Regions from separate parts of the Mus musculus genome. Here region 2 is linked to region 1. The links are chromatin contacts, called in public HiChIP or PLAC-seq maps. All regions are on one chromosome and are shown on one strand. The core of a region is the stretch at or near the end of the contact, and the rest is flanking DNA. Distances in the headings are between cores, read along the strand shown. Region 1 holds the start of Ppp1r13l (protein phosphatase 1, regulatory subunit 13 like). Region 2 holds the start of Cblc (Casitas B-lineage lymphoma c).

The links. HiChIP or PLAC-seq counts read pairs in DNA pulled down with a chosen protein or histone mark.
Region 2: an HNF4G HiChIP or PLAC-seq map of pancreatic cancer cells shows a contact between it and region 1. The contact joins the promoter of Cblc here to the promoter of Ppp1r13l in region 1. A contact is called at or near these places in 4 of 39 promoter capture datasets (liver, pre-B cells and stem cell-derived epiblast-like cells), 1 of 115 datasets of contacts at active chromatin or transcription factors (pancreatic cancer cells) and 1 of 9 other capture datasets (liver).

The regions. Positions count from the first base shown.
Region 1 is chr7:19,358,696-19,362,909 of GRCm38.p6, reverse strand. It overlaps Ppp1r13l (protein phosphatase 1, regulatory subunit 13 like), which reads right to left and starts at 1,694. Exons shown (of 13, transcript NM_001010836.3): 1 at 1,594-1,694. It overlaps Cd3eap (CD3E antigen, epsilon polypeptide associated protein), which reads left to right and starts at 3,427. Exons shown (of 3, transcript NM_145822.2): 1 at 3,427-3,522; 2 at 3,679-3,820. The coding sequence starts at 3,501.
Region 2 is chr7:19,793,643-19,798,176 of GRCm38.p6, reverse strand. Cblc (Casitas B-lineage lymphoma c) reads left to right here and starts at 1,368. Exons shown (of 12, transcript NM_023224.5): 1 at 1,368-1,744. The coding sequence starts at 1,395.

The DNA.
Region 1 (4,214 bases), core at 445-2,944:
TCTGCGCTTCTAAGAGCTGTGCGTTCTGTTGCCAGTGGTCTCAACCGCCTGAGCCTCTAGACCACAGGACCCTAATTCTCCCACCAGAGAGCAACAGTGACTATCCCCAGGAATGTAGGGCTACGGCAGGATGAGAGGCCCTGGAAGGTTCCAGACAGAAACTGGAAAGTTCCCAGGACCAGCCTCAGTTTCCCCATTGCTAGGGAGGCATCCTCTCGGGGGTCAACGAACTCCACTGAAGGTGGAACTCGCTGTTTCTACCTTTGGGTGATTGCCAAATGCCTGTGTGGACAGAGAGACCCATCCTGACCTGAGCCTGGCAGGACACACACAGCCTGTGCTGGCAGCTGTGGCTATTGTTCCTTAGCTTCATTTCAGGCTGTCACTCCAGCCCAGGCATTCGCAAACACCCTCCCTCTTCAGACCCTTCTCCCCCACCAGCTTCGTAATCCCCCTACATAAGGGCTCAGAGGTGGAGAGACAGTGGGAGGTGCGTGCCTGCCCCTGCCCTCTCCCTGGCTCAAGGACAGACAGACACCTCCAGAATTAGCCTCCCTCCCTCCCTTATCTCCCATAATACCTCAGGTCAGACAGATGGAAGTGGAGGCAACATGCCTCACCTCTGGGTCACAAGGAGCCCCACCCCAGGAGGAAGAAGGTTAATTAGAAAAGCTGGTGGCAGTGAAGGAATTCCTTCCACACACAGACAGCTGTCACAAGAGCGAAGGAGACGTCCAATTCAACTGCCTGTATGGCCCGCCAGCCTGTTTACCACTTCCATTCTCTGTAACGCATAACGCAGCAGTACACGGCCACAGAAGCCTACCAGATCCAGCCCTGCAGTCCTGTTATTCTGCCCTGGGCTCTAGAATGACTTTACCAAACACCACCTATTTCCCATCCCGTGGGGGCAATAAGAGGTCTGACTCCCGCTTCCGCTAGGGGGCGCTCCTGGGCGAATGTGACTCCTCTGGTTAGGCAGGTCTGACGCCCCAGCTAATGACATGTTGGGGTTCGCTCAGCGGCACAGAAGAGGTTGGAGAGCTGCCCCGGCTTCTCACTCCCTGCCCCCATCCCAAAACCAGAAGGTGGGGTGTAGCGCACACAGCCTCCTGAGAAACCCACGCCCCTCGTGCTTGTCCCACTCTTTTCGAAGACCAGGATCCACTAGTCCAGTGCCACTAATTTTACTCAAACACCTAGTGGTTCGGTGCTGAAGGCAGCTGGAGGGTGACCGGGCGCCGGACCATTCTAGAACGTCCTGATCTCCCACATCTGCCCCAAATACAGAGACCCGGGACCTCAACAGCACCCTAAGACACTTCCAAGGGTCCCCAATTAAAGTATTCAAAAAATTCCAGCTCCAATAACTCCCCAGGACCAAGGGCTCCGAGCACCACTAAGAGCAGATGTCCAAACCCCCTATCCATCTGCCCAGTAAAGTCGGCACCCCAGTTCCTTCTTTCCAGGGATCCAGGCGTGAGCTCCCCACACTATTCCCCTGGACTTAAGGTCCGAGTTTCCAATAAGTCTTCCCAGGAACGCGGTATCCGGTTCTGGGGTGGCTGGACCCTGGGTGGGGGTGGAACTCACGCGTCGGGGCAGATCCTGGCACCGGGGGGCTTTTCCTCGGGCTCCGGCTCCGGCTCCAGCGGCGGGGAGCGGAGGACGGGGCGGGGCAGTCGCCTGGGAACAGGTTAGACGACGTGACTCTGACTGGAGGGAGGCGTGTCCCTCGGAGGAGGGGGAACTGCGGTTGCCTGGAGCACCTTGGGATTTGTAGTCCCGAATGGGCGAGGCGCCGCCAGGGACACTTCCATTTGGAGTCAGACGCGATCCATTTGACAGTCAGCCAGAGCTAGGTCCAGAAGATCATGGACGTCCTGGACGGCGAAATGCACAAGAATTTAGACCCTCACCTCACTATGGGTACAAGGGAAGAACCCCTGAGCCCTTTCCCACTCCTCCAGGCTCAGTGTCCCCTTGCCTGAGTGAAGATTTGGACACTTAAGGAGGAGATGGGAGGCGCGGAGAAATTCACACGACCAATACTATGGCGAGAAAAGGACCCACCTTAATCAGGACTCCAAGCCCCGGGTTATCTGTCTAAATAAAACAAAAAATAAAAATAAGGGGCCTCTAATCCTAGTACTTAAGAAGCAGAGACAGGCGCACCTCTGAAAGTTCAAGGCCATCCTGATCTACACAGCGAATTCCGAGCCAGCCTGGACTACATAAAGAGACCCTGTCTCAAAAAAACAAAACAAAACATCACAGCATTGGCGATTTACTGGCGTGCCTAGCAACAAGCTGAACTACAATCCCCAGCAGACTCCTGACCGACGTCCATCGCCAGCCACCTTCGAGTTATCTGGGAATTGGAGTTTTGAAGCCCACAAAGGGCGAGCCCCAGAGTTTCTCGCCCACGCGCGAGGGTGGACACATAGTCTGGAGATTCCTGGCGGAGGGAACACTCCTTCGTAGCCTTGGTGACCTCTGTTCTCAAAAGCCTCAGAAGAAGGGGGGAGCATCCCAATGCTGGAGGAGTCTCCAAAATCTCCGCAGAAGGGGCGGGCAGCGACGCTGACACACCGGCCAGGAATGCAGTCGAGTCTCCCTGTCTCGCCACCGTCCCGCGGCTCCACCCGCCACCCCATGCGCTGCAGTCCTGCTGGGAGGGGGCGTGGGCACGTCCCCCAAATCCCACGTGCACGCGCCGCTGTTTACTTGGGCCGCGGAGCAGACAGGGACCGACCAGCTGCACCTCTACCTGCCTCGGAACCGTGAGGAATACTTCCCATTCCGGACACTAAGTCCACGAGGACATCTACAAGTCTTCCCTGACACTAACCCTCACCCCGTTTCAAGCCAGGCTCTGGGGCTCTGGGGTCCGAGGCTCCTCCCATGACTCTGCAGACTCCTCCCCCTCAGTTTCCCGCTTCCCCTAGACTTCAGAAGCTCCGCCTCTGATTGCTATTAAAATGCTCCGTTCGTACACTTTTCTCTATTTTCCGACCTGGTTCAGTTAAATCTTCCACGTTCGCTGCACCAGGGACTTCCGAAGATACACTCTAGCTTTAAAAGTACAATCGTGACAACCAGAATTCTTACCTAGCTTTTGCAAGAATGCTGCAAATAGATCTTCTGTCTCTTTAAAAGCCGTGGCCTAGGCGAGTCACTGCCCCTTTAAGACGGTGTTGGAAGAAACCACGTGAGCAAAGTTGTCGGGGGAACAGGCACCCTAGATCCGAGCTAGCTTGCGTTTCTGACGAACAGGGAACTGATTTCCCCCTGCAGGGCATCGTCGAGAAATTATTTAATCCTATGCTGTGTGAAATTTAAGAGTGGAGGTTATCCGGGTTCTGCAAATAGTGACAGCGCCGAGCCACGGCCCAGCTCTCCTACAGGACTTGGATGCTTCCGGGTGCGGCTCCACCCCTTGGATCCACGTGGTGGGCAGCGTTCCGCGCAGGTCCTGCGTGGGCCCCTCCGGAGCTGGAATGGCGGGTACCCAGGCCTGCAGTGAGTGGAGCTTGAACTGGTGGAGACGAAGGGCATCCGGGAGGGTCTGGGTGCAGAAGGGGTTGGGGAGGGCTGCCGGGCGGGTGAGGGACCAACGGGTACTTTGAGAGGTTGGCCATGTCAAAAGGACCCCCCCCCCCGACTGTCTCCTCTCAGGTGCCACTCGGTTCTCCTGCCCTCCCCACTTCACGGAGATGTCGCCAGACTCGGAACCCTCCCGTTTCTCCTTGGAGGCGCTTACAGGTCCAGATACAGAACTGTGGCTTATCCAAGCCCCTGCAGACTTCGCCCCACAATGGTGAGTGTCGCTTCCAGGCCACCTACGGGGAGGATTCCCCCCCACCCCCCCACCCCAGAGGCTGAACTCACTGTAGAACGTGAACCAGAACTTTAGAAGGCTTTTTTTGAAAATTCGAGACAGAGTTTCTCTGTGTAGCTCCGGCTGTCCTAGAGCCTGTTATGTAGAGCAAGCTGACCTCGAACTCAGAGAGATTCTGCCTCCGGAATGCTGGGGTTAAAAAGGCGAGTTGCCACCACCGGACTAGATGGCATTTCTGAGCAACCCGGAAATGCTGCTTTGGGTTGTTTTGAAACAGTCTTATTCGGTAGCCCGGGCTGGTTTCAAAGAACCAGCCTTCCCCAGCCCGTTTCCTGAGTGCTGGGATTGAAAGTGGGTGTACAGGTTCTGCTGT
Region 2 (4,534 bases), core at 119-2,618, 440 kb before region 1:
GAGAACCAAATTCAGGCTGTCAGGATTGGTGAGGAGCACTTTCACCCAATGAGCCAAATTCCCAACCCCGTTCGGTTGTTAGAAACAGAACCTTGCTTTGTAGCCCAGGCTGGACCATAATTCAACATCTTTGTTCTCTTCTTCCTGAATAATTAGGTTTAAAATTATCTGAAAACACATTCAACTTCAATTTTTTATGTTTGTTTGTTTGTTTGTTTTGGAGACAGGATTTCTCTGTGTAACTCTGGCTTACCTGGAACTCTCAATGTGTAGACCAGGCTGGCTCTAAATCAGAAATTAGTCTCCCTCTGACTCCATCGTGCTGGGATTTTTTTTTTTTAATAATAAAAGATATTGTACCAGGCATGCCCCGTGCCTTTAGTCCAAGCATTTGGGAGGCAGAGGCAGACAGATCTCTGTGAGCTTGATGCCAGCCTGGTCTACAGAGAGAGTTCCAGGACGCCCAGGGTTGTATGGTGAGATACTGTCTAAAAAAACAAAGCTAGAACAACAAAGTGTGTGTGTGTGTGTGTGTGTGTGTGTGTGTGTGTGTGTGTGTGCTTACCCAGGGTGTCTTCAGAGGACAGAGGCTTCAGATCTCCTGGATCTGGAGTTTTTGCCAAACAGGGAGGGAGAGGAAGGGAGAGGAAGGGAGAAGGAGAGAGTGAGAGAGCAGGCAGGCTGAGGAGTCAGTACCGGGCCTAGCTGGGGTGGTGGCTGGCTTGCTGGATGCCCTGGGTGCCCTGGGGCAGAGAGAACCGTGTCCACGGCGCCCTCTGGTGGCTGTCTGAAGCATAATCAGGGCGGACCTACAGGTCTGGCAGGTTGGGGTGCAAACCTGCCCGGCAGCCACTTCCTGCAGCCCTGTGCATTCCTGAACGCCACTTTCCGCCACACCCCTTTCACCTCTTTTGAAAATCTGGGTACTTAAACTGTAACTAAATTTCCCTTACCTGCCACGGGAGCCCGAACTCCGGTGGTTCTAGTACCTTACCTCGGGGACATAGAGTAACTACTTGACTTTCTGTTCTTAGAAGACTCAGCTCTCTGACTCCCCTATGAAGAAAGACTGACAGCTTCAGCCACAATTCATGAAAGGGTGCCTTGTCCCAGAGCCCTACTTGCGGAACCACCTCTTTTCTCAACACCAATAAATCCAGACTCTAGCCCTCCTCTCTCAGACCCAGGGGTCTAGTCCCAGCTCTCCTCCCTCAGACTCTACAGGCGTCCAGCTTCAGCCGTCCTCCCTCAGACTCTCCAGGCCGGCCCCTTTTACCTACAGTCCCCTCCTGGTCCTCCAGGACCTGCCCCCTGCTCCCTCTTGGTCCCGCCCCTACCTGGAGCCTTTCCCCGCCACACCCCTCCGTCCCAGTCCCAAGCCACCCGAGGGACCCATGGCTGCGGCGGCAGCCCCGCGAGGGTGGCAGCGGGGCGAGCCACGCGCGCTTAGCCGGGCGGTGAAGTTGCTCCAGCGCCTAGAAGAGCAATGCAGGGATCCCAGGATGGTCACGGGGCCCCCGTCCCTGCGGGACCTGCTGCCCCGCACCGCGCAGCTACTTGGAGAGGTGGCAAAGGCCCGGCGCGAGGCCAGGGAAGACCCCGAGGGTCCCGGTGGCGCCGATGACTTTCTGGCCATCTACCTGGCCAATCTGGAGGTCAAAGGCAGGCAGGTGGCGGAGCTCCTGCCACCCCGAGGCAAAAAGGACGTGAACCAGGATGTTTTCCGGGAGGGCTCCAGATTCAGGTGAGCGCTAACCTACCTCAGAGACAAGTCACAAACTAGTGATTTCCGGATTGTGTGCCACCAGCCGCCTGTTCCCTCAGACCCAGGGGTCCAGGTTCCACCCTCCTCCTTCAGACCCAGAAGTACAAGCTTCAACTCTCCTCAATCAGACCCAAAAGTCAAGACCCTTTATTCCATCAGACCCAGGAGTACAGGTCCAGCCTTCCTCCCCATTATTCCCCCCTTTAAGCACCCTTGCCTCCAGGCCCCCTTTCTTCCTTTTGTAGATCAGCTTGAACCTGGGGTGCAGGCGTGTGTCTCTCCTAGAAGAGCAAACTTCAGCTGGGCAGTGGTGGCGCACGCCTTCAATCCCACTGGGAGACAGAGGCAGACGAATTTCTGAGTTCGAGGCCAGCCTGGTCTACAAAGAGTTCCAGGACAGCCAGGGCTACACAGAGAAACCCTGTCTCGGAACAACAACAAAAAATAAAAGAGCAAACTTCCTGTTGGGGAGGCAGGATGAGTTGGACCCACCTGTCCAGCCTGAGAAACAGGCCAGCCCCCACTCCCACCTCCACTTCCACCTGTCTGGGTTCCAGCAAAGATGTCTGTTCCAAGGATCTTAGACGTGCCTGCCCTCTGGCTTGTGGGACAACTGCATAGAACTGGAGCTGGAACCCAGAGCAAGGTCTAAACTGGTGATTTGGGTCTGGCTCCCTAGCCTTGTTGTGACTTGCCTGAATAAATAAATATATATATCACATATATATATATAGTATAATATATAGAGACACACATGTGCATATATATGTGTATATATATGTATGTATGTGTGTGTGTATATATAATGAAAATACATATCTCTTTTTTCTTTCTTTCTTCCTTTCTTTCTTCCTTTCTTTTTTTCTTTCTTATGTAGTTCCAGCTGGCCTTTAAACTCGATCTGTAGACCAGGCTGGCCTCAAACTCACAGAGATCCACCTCCCTCTGCCTCCTGAGTACTGGGGTCAAAGGGCTCTGGCACCACAATCAGCCCAGAGTAATAAACTGGTTCTCTTGTTTGGTTGGTAGATTGGTTGGTTGTTTTTGGATCCCATTTCTCTGTGTAGCTCTAGCTATCCTGGAATTCCCTCTGTAGACCAGGCTAGCCCAGAACCCACATAGATCCACCTGCCTCTGCCTCTGAGAGTAAAGGCCGTACCACCACTGCTCAGTTACAGATTTCTTTTGTTGTTGTTGTTTTTTGTTTTGTTTTTGTTTTGTTTTTTCGAGACAGGGTTTCTCTGTATATCCCTGGCTGTCCTGGAACTCGCTTTGCAGACCAGGCTGGCCTCGAACTCAGAAATCCACCTGCCTCTACCTCCGGAGTGCTGGGATTAAAGGCGCGCGGCACCACGCCCGGCTAGATTTCTTTTTTATCACTTGGAATTAGCTTTCACTGTTAGTGTGCATACACTGGTCAGAGTCAGAAGACAGGTTGCCAGTGTTTTTAACAGCTGAACCAACTCTAGCCCCAATTGTTACAATTTTTGTTACTTCTTTCAGCCTGCCTTGTTGCAGTCTGGTGTATATGCCACAGCTAAAGCACCTGCTAGAGAGATGGCTTTGGGAAGTGGTTCTCAACCTGGCCATCCAACCACCCTTTCACAGGGTCTCCTAAGACCATGGGAAAGCACGGGCGTTTACATTATGACTCATAACAGTAGCAAAAAGGAAGTAGCAAGGAAAATAGTTTTATGGCTGGGGTCACCAGAACATACAGAACTGTATTGAAGGGTCTCAGCCTTAGGAAGGCGGAGGAGCACTGGCTTAGAGGCAGAGGGCTTTCTGCTCTAGCAGAGGACCCAGATTCCAGCGCCCAGGATGGATGGCTCATAATCACCTGTAACTCCAGCTCCAAGGGATCGGACACCTCTTCGGACCTCCTCAGGAATCCACACTCATGTGCACATATCGATTTACACACACACACAGAGATACACACACATGCATGCACACGTACACAGAATTAAAAATAAAAGTAATTTTTTTCTTTTTTTTTTTTGGTTAATATTTTTTAAAAGACTTATTTTTATTTTATGTAACCCCTGAGCTCCAAAAGTAAATCTTAAAAAGAAGAGGAGGAGGAGGAGGAGGAGGAGGAGGAGGAGGAGGAGGAGGAGGAGGAGGAGGAGGAGGCAGGCCAAATGGTGGTGCATACCTTTAGTCCCAGCACAGGTGGATCTCTGAGTTCAAGGACAGCCTGGCCTACAGACTGAATTCTAGGACAGCCTGGGCTACAAGAGAAACAGCAGCAGGTCCTTTAATTGTGGAATATTGTAGCTGTTTCAAAAAACCAAGCAAACCAAAGAACCAGCTTGTCACTCTAGGCTGAATGTGGTGCCAGAGCCCTCTGAGCACTCAGATCTCAGCACTCAGGAGGCAGAGGCAGGCAGATTTCTGATAGTTTGAGGCCAGCCTGGTCTACAGAGTGAGTTTAAAGGCCAACTCAAACTATATAATGAGATATCGTCTCAAAAAAAAGGGTGGGGGATGGGGAAGGTAGCTTCCTGTCTGAGCCAGCCAGAGTTGCTGATGGCAAACTCATTGGGCTACACAGCTCTGCATTCTGGGAAGCGAGGTTGCTAAGAAACTGTCAGGAGCCCTACAGACCTGGCCACGGAAGCTATTAGTATAAATGAGAAATATAATAAAATCAGCATGCACTGAGTGCTAACCCAATATAATATGCAGGGTTTTTTTGATTTTGAAAATGCTGGGGATGGAACCCAGAACCCTAAGCATGGTAGGCAGGGGCTTTTCCACTGAGCC